3 separate regions of the Sus scrofa genome follow, and regions 1 and 2 are each linked to region 3. A link is a contact called in public Hi-C data. All regions are on one chromosome and are shown on one strand. Each heading gives the region's core, a stretch centred on a gene start, on an enhancer-like site or on the middle of the called end of the contact. The rest is flanking DNA. Distances are from core to core; before and after follow the strand shown.

What was found. A called contact is a pair of places that touch in the nucleus more often than the background predicts.
Region 1: a Hi-C map of liver shows a contact between it and region 3, with 2.4 times the contacts expected there. The contact joins the promoter of NR1D1 here to the enhancer-like site in region 3. A contact is called at or near these places in 1 of 5 promoter capture datasets (liver), 2 of 47 Hi-C or Micro-C datasets (heart right ventricle and liver) and 2 of 2 datasets of contacts at active chromatin or transcription factors (alveolar macrophages and skeletal muscle).
Region 2: a contact with region 3 is called in a Hi-C map of liver, with 4 times the contacts expected there. The contact joins two enhancer-like sites. A contact is called at or near these places in 2 of 47 Hi-C or Micro-C datasets (embryonic fibroblasts and liver) and 1 of 2 datasets of contacts at active chromatin or transcription factors (skeletal muscle).

The regions. Positions count from the first base shown.
Region 1 is chr12:22,262,133-22,265,585 of Sscrofa11.1, forward strand. NR1D1 (nuclear receptor subfamily 1 group D member 1) reads left to right here and starts at 1,417. Exons shown (of 8, transcript XM_021067027.1): 1 at 1,417-2,087. The coding sequence starts at 2,057.
Region 2 is chr12:21,872,014-21,875,307 of Sscrofa11.1, forward strand. No RefSeq gene overlaps it. Among named protein-coding and RNA genes, the nearest start is that of CCR7, 16 kb to the left of the region's middle. Within about 2 kb of position 1,263, at least 18 of the 83 cell types and tissues checked have an H3K27ac peak or open chromatin away from gene starts, as enhancers often do. A contact at or near this core is called in liver, where this site is marked.
Region 3 is chr12:22,057,871-22,061,353 of Sscrofa11.1, forward strand. The region is part of intron 2 of RARA (retinoic acid receptor alpha); the gene reads right to left. Among named protein-coding and RNA genes, the nearest start is that of GJD3, 19 kb to the left of the region's middle. Within about 2 kb of position 2,016, at least 27 of the 83 cell types and tissues checked have an H3K27ac peak or open chromatin away from gene starts, as enhancers often do. A contact at or near this core is called in liver and skeletal muscle, where this site is marked.

The DNA of each region.
Region 1 (3,453 bases), core at 167-2,666, 200 kb after region 3:
AAGTGGAGAAGGGCTTCCTGTGTGAAAAAGAAAAAAGAAAAAACAAACTCTCCTTAGAAGGCAGTGGGACTGGGAGGGATTAGCAGGAAGCAGCAGGTGGCCCAGGTTCATTCTTCACTCGCCTGCTGCAAGAGGCTCCCAGGAGTTCTTGTGGCTCAGCAGTAATGAACCCGACTAGTGACTGGTATCCATGAGGACTCAGGTTTCATCCCTGAGCCTAAAGGTCGGGCGTTGCCATGAGCTGTGGTGTAGGTCGTGGACATGGCTTGTATCCCATGTTGCTGTGGCTGTGGCTGTGGCTGGCAGCTGCAGCTCCAATTCGACCCCTAGCCCTGGACCTTCCATGTGCCGTGGGTGTGGCCCTAAAAAGCCAAAAAAAAAAAAAAGAGGCTCCCAGCTCTCTACGTAGCCCAAACCTCAAACAGAATAGACCACAGAATAGACCTCTCTCTACTTTACTTGAGACCAGGACAGGTTTGCACCAATGGGGCAGTTGCTCCTCTAAAGAGAGATGCTGGCTGTTTCTAACCCCTGTTCAGTGTTTCACTTTCACAGCCACCCACCTCCCTAACGGTGGGCAAATGAAACTAGCAAGGGATGTCTGACCTTGGGCCAATCGCTCCTTCTAAGCCTCATTCTCCTGTCAGCAAAGGAGGGAGGGTAAGGCGGTCTTTGTGTGCCCTTCTGTGGAATCCACGCTACCCTGAAGCACTGGGGGTGGAGGTGTCACTCTGCTCCCAGGCTCTTGCCTCACCTCTGGCTCCTTTACGTTAGGACGGAAAAGCACTTTCACCACAGTTCCCCTTCCTTGTCTTTTTTATTTCCCAGACAAAAGGAAATGACTCACCCCAAAGTCAACTTGAGTGGGTGGGGTGGTGTCATACAAGCAAACAGGGAGTCCCCAAGGACATCCTCACCCCCATGGCAACTCTTTTCCCTACAAGGAGTCACGTTTCCTTTCCATCTCAGGACTTGGTCCTGAGCAGCAGAAGTTCAGCTTAAGTTCCTGACCCTGGGGGTGTCACCCTCCCCTACTTGTCATCTCTCTCCTGTTAACAGTAACCTCAAAGGCTAGGTCAGTCCTGCAATCACGTGAAGCCCTCACGTTTGCAAGGTCTGCAGAAAGGAGCTGTTAGCTTTGATCTCCCAGGGAGCAGCCAAGCTTGCCAGTCCCTCCTTAGGAATTCACATGCCTCTGCCATACAGGCTTTCCAAACGAGCCACCCTGAGCCTTCAGCGCACCCCACCCCATGCGGCTCTCAGCTCCTCCCCGGTCCCAGCAAGAGCTTTTGCAGGAGGAAGTGGGGAAATAACGCAGCCCGCCCACTTTGCCAGCGGACTACATATCCCGACAGCCTCGGGTTTACGCAGGCGCACGGAGCTCAACGTGCCTGCTGCTGGAAAAGTGTGTCACTGGGGCACGAGGCGCTCCCTGGGATCACATGGTACCTGCTCCAGTGCCGCGTGCGGCCCGGGAACCCTGGGTTGCTGGCGCCTGCGCAGAGCCCTCTGTCCCAGGGAAAAAGGCTGGGGCAAAAGGCGGCTGAGATTGGCAGAGTGAAATATTGCTGCTGAGGGAACGTAGCAGGGCACACGTCTCGCTTCTTCGCGCCTGGGTGCCCCCTTTCTCCCCATCACCTACTTACTTCCTGACTGCAACCTCTCTCCCTCTGGGACTTTTGCACCGGGAGCTCCAGATTCGCTACCCTGCAGCGCTGCGGAGCCGTCAGGCAGTGGCATCCCGTGCACTGCAGAGACCCGACCCTTCTTGCTACCTTCTGGCCAGAACTACCGCAGGCTGATTCCCCCCGCCCCTTCCCCCACACTCTCTCTGCTCTTCCCATGCAAAGCAGATCTCCGTTGCTTCAGCGTCCTACCCTTCTGCAGGACTGCAGTCCGGCCAACCCAAGACCTTGCTGCAGGGTGCCTCAGATCCTGATCGCGAACCGGGTCCACTCTTGGCCCTCAGCCAGTGCCCAGGGGGCGACAGTGACAATTCTAACCTCCAGTTTGTGTCAAGGTCCAGTTTGAATGACCGCTGTCAGCCGGTGAAGACATGACGACCCTGGACTCCAACAACAACACAGGTACTAAGATTTCTTTGCTACCATCATTCTTTCTCTGTTGCTGTCTCCTCTCCTCCATCTACGCCTTACGCCTTAGAACAAGAGGAACTTTGTAAGGGACTGGGGACTCCCTCCGCCTAGGGATTTGCTAGTGTGATGGGGGCCACGCTAGGATTTGCTAGACTGGGATTTCCAGAACAGGTTCTTCGGCCTGGGAATGCCCTCGGAGGCGCCCAACCATCACCCCCTCAGAGTCCCAAAGCTCCCTTTAGCCTGAAGCACTCGTATAGCGAGGAAGGAGGAAATGGAGAGCGGGTACGTGTGCTGAGATGAACAGTTTAAAGGAACTGGGAGCTCTGGAGCAGTGCCCCGAAACGCCCCCGTCTGTCCACCCCCTGCAGTTATGGCATGCCTGGACTTCTCAGGAGGACCCCCCCCCCGCGCGCCCCTCCTCTCTTCCTCTTCCTTAGCTCCTGCAGGCTTGAAAGAACTTAAGGAGCATTGGGGCGATCTGGGTTCCAGGCAGGAGGGGCTGGGGGAATGTGTACGATCTCACTGGGGAATCCTCAGTGACAGTAGGGAGCGGCACTTGAGGAGCCCCAAGAGTGGTGCTCTGCCCCAGGGAGGACACCCAGAGCGCCCAAGCGCCCGGAGCGCTCACATGGCTGCGGAGCCGGGCCCACGTGCTGAGTTTGTTTTCATTCAGCTGAAGCCGTGGCCGCCACCCCATTGGTGGTTGCCTCCCGGCCCCGTTACATAATGAGCTCCGCCTCCCAGGTTGCCCAGGCAACGCGTGTTCTCTTCTCTCCTCCCCTCAGTAATCCCCGCCCAGCTGGCGTTCGGAGCCCAGCCCAAGATTCGGACCCCGGACGCTGAGGAGGGGCGGGGCGAGGGCGGGGTTGCTGCTTCGGATTGACAGGAAGAGGAGAGGGCGGGGCCTAGGGTTCTGGGGTTCCTCGTTGGGGAGCCACGTGCAAGAGGCACACGTGGAGCTGGGACGTGAGGCCGGCTGAGGGCTTGGCTCCCGCCCCGCCCCGCTGAGATCTGGGTGAAGCTGGGCTGACTCACCGCCCCCGCCTGCCTCCTTTTCCTGTCCTCCTGGCCGGGGGGGGGGGGGGGGGGGGGGGCCCTTCCCTATAACCGATGAAGCGTATGATGGAGCCATCCCTGACCTCTCGTGCCCTCATGTTTACACCCTCAAAGGAACCATATCTAGCTACCTTTCTCCTAACTCCTTTCCCCTTTATTCTCTCTGCACCTACCTCACTGTACTACCTTTAGACCCAGCTTCTCCACCTTACAAATTCTTTCTGCTTCCCAAGCATCTCCTTTCTTAGTCTTGCAAATAATGCTTTACCCCTACTGGCACCGAATGAGATGCGGTTTG
Region 2 (3,294 bases), core at 13-2,512, 190 kb before region 3:
AGTCTCCCCTGCCCACCCATTATGCAGATGAGTCAACTGAGGCCCTGAGAGGGAAAGGACTTGCCTGAGGTCTCTCACGAGCTCTTGGCACTGCGAAACTCGAACCTGGGTTCCCAAGCCCCAGAGCTCTTCCCCCCACCCTCCTATTCTCACTCACACATCCCTACGCATCCACCCTGGCACACACCAGCCTCCTCCCAGACTGCCTAGCTCTTCTCTGGCAGGTCCCATCCCTCTTGTCCTGTGGCCAGGTCCCCTCTCCCCTCCGGTAGTGCCCACCTTTGCCACAAGATCAGGGAGAACAAAATGCAAAAGACATACGGCAGCAAGTCCAAAAGAAATCAGGCAACTGTTCTTTCTAAGAAAGGACCTTCTCCACAGGGAACTACATCCATTCTCTTGGGATAGACCATGACGGAAGACGGAAGAAGAGGAATGTTGTACAACTATAGATGTGATAAAATTCATTCAGTAATTTAAAAAATATAAATCAAAAAAAAAATTTTTAAGAAAAAAAAAAAAGGAATATATAGGAGTTCCCGTCATGGCTCAGCAGAAACAAATCTGACTAGTATCCATGAGGACGTGGGTTCGATCCCTGGCATTGCTCAGTGGGTTAAGGATCCGGCATTGCCGTGAGCTGTGGTGTAGGTCGCAGACGTGGCTTGGATCTGGCGTGGCTGTGGCTGTGGCTGTGGCCAGCAGCTGTAGCTCTGATTAGACCTCTAGCCTGGGAATTTCCATATGCCACGGTGCAGCCTTAAAAAAAAAAAAAGAGAAAAGGAATGTGTGTGTGTGTGTATATATATGTGACTGGGTTGCTTTGCTGTACAACAAATAATTTGCACAACATTGTAAATCAACTATACTTTAATTCTAAAAATGCAAAAAAAAAAGCAAGAAAGGGCTTTCTCTGGGAGTTGGGGTCGCAGTTGCATTTCTATATTGAGAGGGAACTGTTGGAGGGAGAGGAAGCTGGCCTCTGCGGTGGGGGTTAAGGCAGATGAGATGGGGAGAGGGAAGGAATTCTGAGTGATGAGCAGAAGGCAGGGGGAAGGAGGGCCAGGGTGGTCTAAGGATGAGAGGGATTGAACCTGCATCCTCAGGGACACACTACGTCAGGGTCTTAACCCGCTGAGCCACAACAGGGACTTCAACATAGCCTTGTTTTTGTCTGTAGTTCACCCATCCCCGGGGAATCCACTGGCTGGGCTGCTCTATGCGTCACAATGACCACTACACAGCGTGAACTCCAGGTTCTCATCGTTGAATAAATAAACATTTCCCTGCAGGGCAGGGTGCCCGCGGGCTTAGCCTGGGGCTGCCGGCCCCATTCCCTCTCAGGCAGTAGGTCTCAAGGTCAGACAGTAGGAGGGCAAGAGGGCAGGAGAGGAAACAGGACTGGTCCCAGGATCCTCCCGGTGCCAAGGTCAGTGCTTGCTCGGGACAGAAGAGTTGATCATTGGTCTGAGTAAATACCTGACACTGTGAAGTTCTGCAGATGCTGCGGATGAAATGTCCCCAACCTCTTTCCCAATGTTTAAAAAGAGGCCTGGGAACGCGGGCACATTTATCTTGTATGGTTTACGCAAAAGGCACTCGGTGCCGAGCCTCAACCTGATCACATGCAAAGCCCAAGGCGTGCGTTCTTCTCCCCGGACTAGGGGGACTTGGGGGGCATAGCCAAAGCCCAGGGGTCAAGCCAGGCACCAGAAGCCACCCACAGGGGCACCAACTCTGCCTCCAACCCCTCCTCCCCAGCAGCCTACTCCCTGAACACCGCCGGCTCACCCGCACCGACCCCTCTTTCCACCGCACACCTGCTCAGCTCACCTCCACTTCAGAGATGCTCACCTGCCCAGTGAGCAAGCTCGGGAGTCCAGGGAAAAGGGAGTGGGAGAAGGATGGAAGGCTCTGGGCGGATGGATACATCCCTCGGCCGGCCCCTCCCAGAACAAGACACAGACCTGGACCCTCCCCCCTGGGGATCCTCCAATCCCGTCAAAGGCAGAACTTGGGCTTTCGTCCAAGAAGTACACCTGTTTGGGCCCCACCCCACCCAGGCCCGCATAGCCTTGGGGAGACCCTGGGCTACTTGGAGCTTGTGAGCTTTCACTGCTGGGAGAGTCAGACAGAGCCGGGTGATAGCAGGGGAGCGGGGGGGCGGGGGGGACGAGGAGTGGAGGGTGATGGAAGGGATGCAGGAAACAGAGCCTCAGAGAACAGAACCTCAAAGAAGGCGGGGCGAGGGGAGGGGCTGTATTAAGTTCGAAGTGGGGACGGGCTTATGGGTACCCAGTGCCTATGATGTGCCAGGACTGTGCTAGATACACCACCTCCTGCTGAATTCTGTGACAGCAGGTGAGGAAACTGAGGTTCAGAGAGCTTGTGTAACTCACCTGCGGTAACACAGCTAGCAAGAATAACTACAGCTTCCTTAGGATGTTATCATGTGCTACACACTGTACTAAGCATCGTATCTTATGCCATTTAATTCTCACAATATCCCTACTAGAATCCTATTTTATTTTATTTTTATTATTATTGTTTTTTTTTAATGGCTGCACCCGGAGCATACAGAGGTTCCCAGGCCAGGGGTTAAATCCGAGCCACAACTGTGACTTACACTGCCGCTGAGGTAACACCGGATCCTCTAACCTACTGTTCCGGGCCAGGGATTGAACCTGTGCCTTTGCAGCCACCGGAGCCACTGCAGCCAGATTCTTAACCCACTATACCACAGCGGCAACTCCTAGAGTCCCATTTAGAAAATAGGCAGTTGATGGAGTTCCCATCGTGGCACCATGGAAAAAAATCCGACTAGGAAACATGTGGTTGTGGGTTCGATCCCTGGCCTCACTCAGTAGGTTAAGGATCCAGTGTTGCTGTGAGCTGTGGTGTAGGTTGAAGACATGGCTCAGATTTGGTGTGGCTGTGGCTGTGGCTGTGGCTGTGGCGTAGGCCAGCAGCTGTAGGTCCGATTCGACCCCTAGCCTGGGAACCTCCATGTGCTGCGGATGCAGTTCTAAAAAGACAGAAAAAAAAAAAAAAAAAAGAAAGGAAGGAAGGAAGGAAGAAAAATAGAAAATAGGCAATTGAGACTCAGAGGGGTTAAGGAAGTCTGTCGAAGTCACACTGCTACCCTGATTTCGGGCAGTTCCAGCTGGCTTTCAAAGCCCACACTCTGGCCACTCCTTTACGGGGCCAAAGAAATAACTCTTTATTCACGACCAAAAATGTATGGAGCCCCTCCTTTGTGCCAGCCATTGTGCTAGGTACAGCCACTGTTCCCAA
Region 3 (3,483 bases), core at 766-3,265:
ACTGGGGTCAACAGGATATTCAAAGCCGGCCACTCCCCCACCCCCCGCTTCCGCCCCCCCCAACAGCCACAGCCCCTCCTCCACCCAAACAATCCCCTGGCCGGGAACCTAAGGCAGGGTGTGCAGAGTCGCAAATGTTGAGGCATGGCAGGCAGGGACTCTTTGAGATGAGCAAGGGGCCCCCTGGAGACAGGGAGAAGAGTCCCTATGGGCCCCGGAAGTCCATGGCTCTGGGTGCCCCGTCTGGGGGGAAAAGCATGACAAAGGGGGGTCTGTTCCCATCAATGCGCTGTCTGTCTGGCCTCGATACTATGTCCGGGTTACTATCCCCCTCCCCTCCTGTTCTGCAGCTCCAAGAGGGCGGCCAGGAGGGTGACCCAGCCAGCAGGGGCAGCCCCCACTAGCCAGATCCTCCCCAATGCCTGGCCCTGTGCCCATCACCCCAGGCAGAACAGGGCTGGGCTGCATGGGGGGAGGGTGTCTATACCCAAAGCCTGGGCAGCTGGGGGTGTTCTGTGCTGGAAGAGAACTACGACTCAGTCAACCCCAGATTCCCAAAGGGCCGCTCGGCATCTTCCTGAGGCCTTTGCCAAGTTCGCTTGTCCAGGGCTGGGGGGGGGTGGCAAGGCTGCCTCCTCCCACACCCCAGAATCCTACCTAGTCTCACCCTTGACTCCAGGACACGAGGCCCTGGAATTCAAAGGGGCCCAGAGTTCCTGCCCAAACACCTCCTAGCACCTCATGACTCACAGGGCCCCAAAGTCCAGGCACAGAGAAAAGAAGCACCTGCATGGGGGCGGGGGCGGGGCAGGGCCCGACTAGCTGCATCCCGATACCCTCCCCCTTTACCTGCAGACACAGCCAGGGACTGCCAGGCAGTTGATGACAGGGAGCCAGGCCAACAACCTTGGCAGGACTTTCCTGGCTCTTAACTGGGCCTGGGCACCGCTTTCCTAGTCAGCCTGGCTGACCAATACTGCCATGGCCCCATGGCCCTGGCCCTGCCCAGGGACCAGCCTGCAGCAAAGGCACAGTGGATGCCCACACCCTCACAGGTCCACAGACTCTTCGCTGATCTCCCCCACTCTCTGCTCCTCACCCCAAATCGAACGGTCCTGGCCTGGTTTTCCCCTGCCTCACTCTCCCGGAGGCCAGACAAGCAAATCAGACAGGCGAGAGGCCTGAGAACAGCTGCTGGGGGTGGGGGGCGGGGTTGGGGGGCCTGGGTGAGGCCAGGAGGCAGAGGGGTGAGCGACAAAGGAGCCCTTTGTTGTGCTAACTTTTTCCAAGACGTAAAAGGAGTAACAATAGACAATCCAGACTGTTGGGGGGGGGTGTCAAGGACAAGGGGAGGTGGGGGGACCATGGCCTAGAATCTCGTCAGCGTTCCAACAAGCAAGGATGGAGTCGCTGACCTCCCCTCCTCTCCCTCCCCATCCAACCTCCGCCTGGGGCCCACCTCCCCGAAGGCCCCCCACCTTAGAGGTGGACCAGACAGGACCCAGGGAGCTTCAAGGCACAGAGCGGGGCTCAGAGAGGGGAGGGGCCGTGGGGAGACACATGGGGGAGATCTGGCTGAGGGACAGACAGCTCTAAGGCCAGGGACCGACTGAAGGGGCAAAGACCTGCAGAAATTTGGAGCTAAAGGCAAAGTCCAGAGGCTCTTTGTGGAACTGGAAGAATGTGCTTTTTAAACGTGTTTTTTAGCAGGAGGGCGGAGATAACCTGAGGTGAGGGGGACACACTTTGAGTTCAAAGAGCCCTCCCTTGGGCCCACCCCACAGCAGCGGGCTGCCTCTGAGGCAGTGACACGGGCTGCACCCCCACCCCCCAGCACACCCCCACCTGTCACCCAGGTAACAGCTCTGAGGTTTCCCACTGCGCCCTTTGAACCCAGAACCCTGGCCCAGTCCCCACCTCCCCGGCCTCCAGCCAGCAGCCTAGGGGAGCAGGGTCCCCTCACAGCCGCTGCGAGAGTGAGGCTGCTGCCTTAACTCTGCATGCCCGACCCAGGAGAGGAAGGACGGCCGCGGCCGGGCCCCTCCCGGCTCACCTCCCTCCCCAGAGGGCCCGGCCCACGAATCTCTCCTCTTCCTGCAGAAGGACGAGGCGGGAGGAGCGCCACACCTTCTCGGCTCAAAGTTCCAGCGCCCAGCGGAGGGCTGGCACCGGCCCAGGGAGCCAGGCGTGCCCTCCCGCCCGCGCTGCCACCGTGCCCCTCCCCCGCTCGGCTCCACCGCGGGCGGGCGGGCAGGAGGCGCGGAGCGCTCGGGAGTCCCCGCGCCCCACAGCCGCTCGCAGCCTCGCACAAGGGGCCGGTTTCCTGGAGGAGATCAGCAGGAAATCAGCCGGGCCCCCGGCCAGCGGCTCCCCTCCCAATCCAGCTGGCGCCCGCTCCTCCGCGGCTCCCCTCACGGCCCCCGGGGAGGGCTGGGGACGGGGCGCGGGGCCCTGGGTCCGCCCTTCCTCCACCCCGGAGAAGGGTGGGGGTGGCTCTGGGTGCAGCGCGGGCGGCGGAAGAAGGCCCCTACCCAGCGGCGGCCGATAAGCATCTCCCCCTCCCCCCACTACGGGCATCCACGTGCTTCACATTCTTGGACGTCTGGGAGCGGGCGGAGGCGTGAGCGGCGAGATTGGTGGGGGACAGATGGAGAGCCACATCCTGTGTACCCCGTGTCCTCTGGTGCCCCGAAACGCGGGCTCCGCGGAGGGAGGCACGGTCCCCAGGGCCCTGCAGGATCTGCAAGGCCTCCTCCCACGGCCAACCTACCATCAATTCCGACCTTCGCTGGAGGTGGCAGAAGGAAGTGGGGCACTGAGCGTAAGGGGACTGGAGGGCTCCCTGTCACCGGAGAACCTACACGTACTACACCGAGGGGTTCGGCAGTGACCCCGTGTACTCCAGATAGTCAGGTCGCCGCCCTACAGGTCCCTCTTGTGGCCCCATGACAACTCCCACAGCCACCCTCCAGCCTACAGCCTTGGGAGCTGAGCCCCCGGCTACACACCTACACCAGGAGCCTGGGAACAGGGAAGGCCAGGCCTTCAGCTCCACCCCAACAGGCCTCCACTTCCCCAAGGCCAGCTGGACTCCAGCCTCCTCACACACACCCCACTCCCCCAGTGTGGAGCCAGGAAGAGCTGAACAGCCCCCAGAGGCTAGAGCCCAAGGTCTCAGATCCCAGCTGCCCCGCCCCAGGCCTCTGGCCAAGGCGGCCAAGGCTGTGGAGGAAGTGACCCTGGCAGCCAGGCCCCAATGATCCCGCTTAGCAGGGGACACCCTCCTCGAGTTCCGAGAGGATGTGAAGGAGGATCCCGGCATGGGTCACACCTCTCACCTGTGCCTTTCTGCTTTTACAAAAGCCCACCCACGTTCACGCCTCCCTCTCTCCCTCCGTCCCCAGCCTGCAGCCTCCCAGCCAATCTGCCCCAGGGGCAAAGGTCAGGGGGCAGGACAATAGAAAGGCTGTGGGGTGAGGTGGC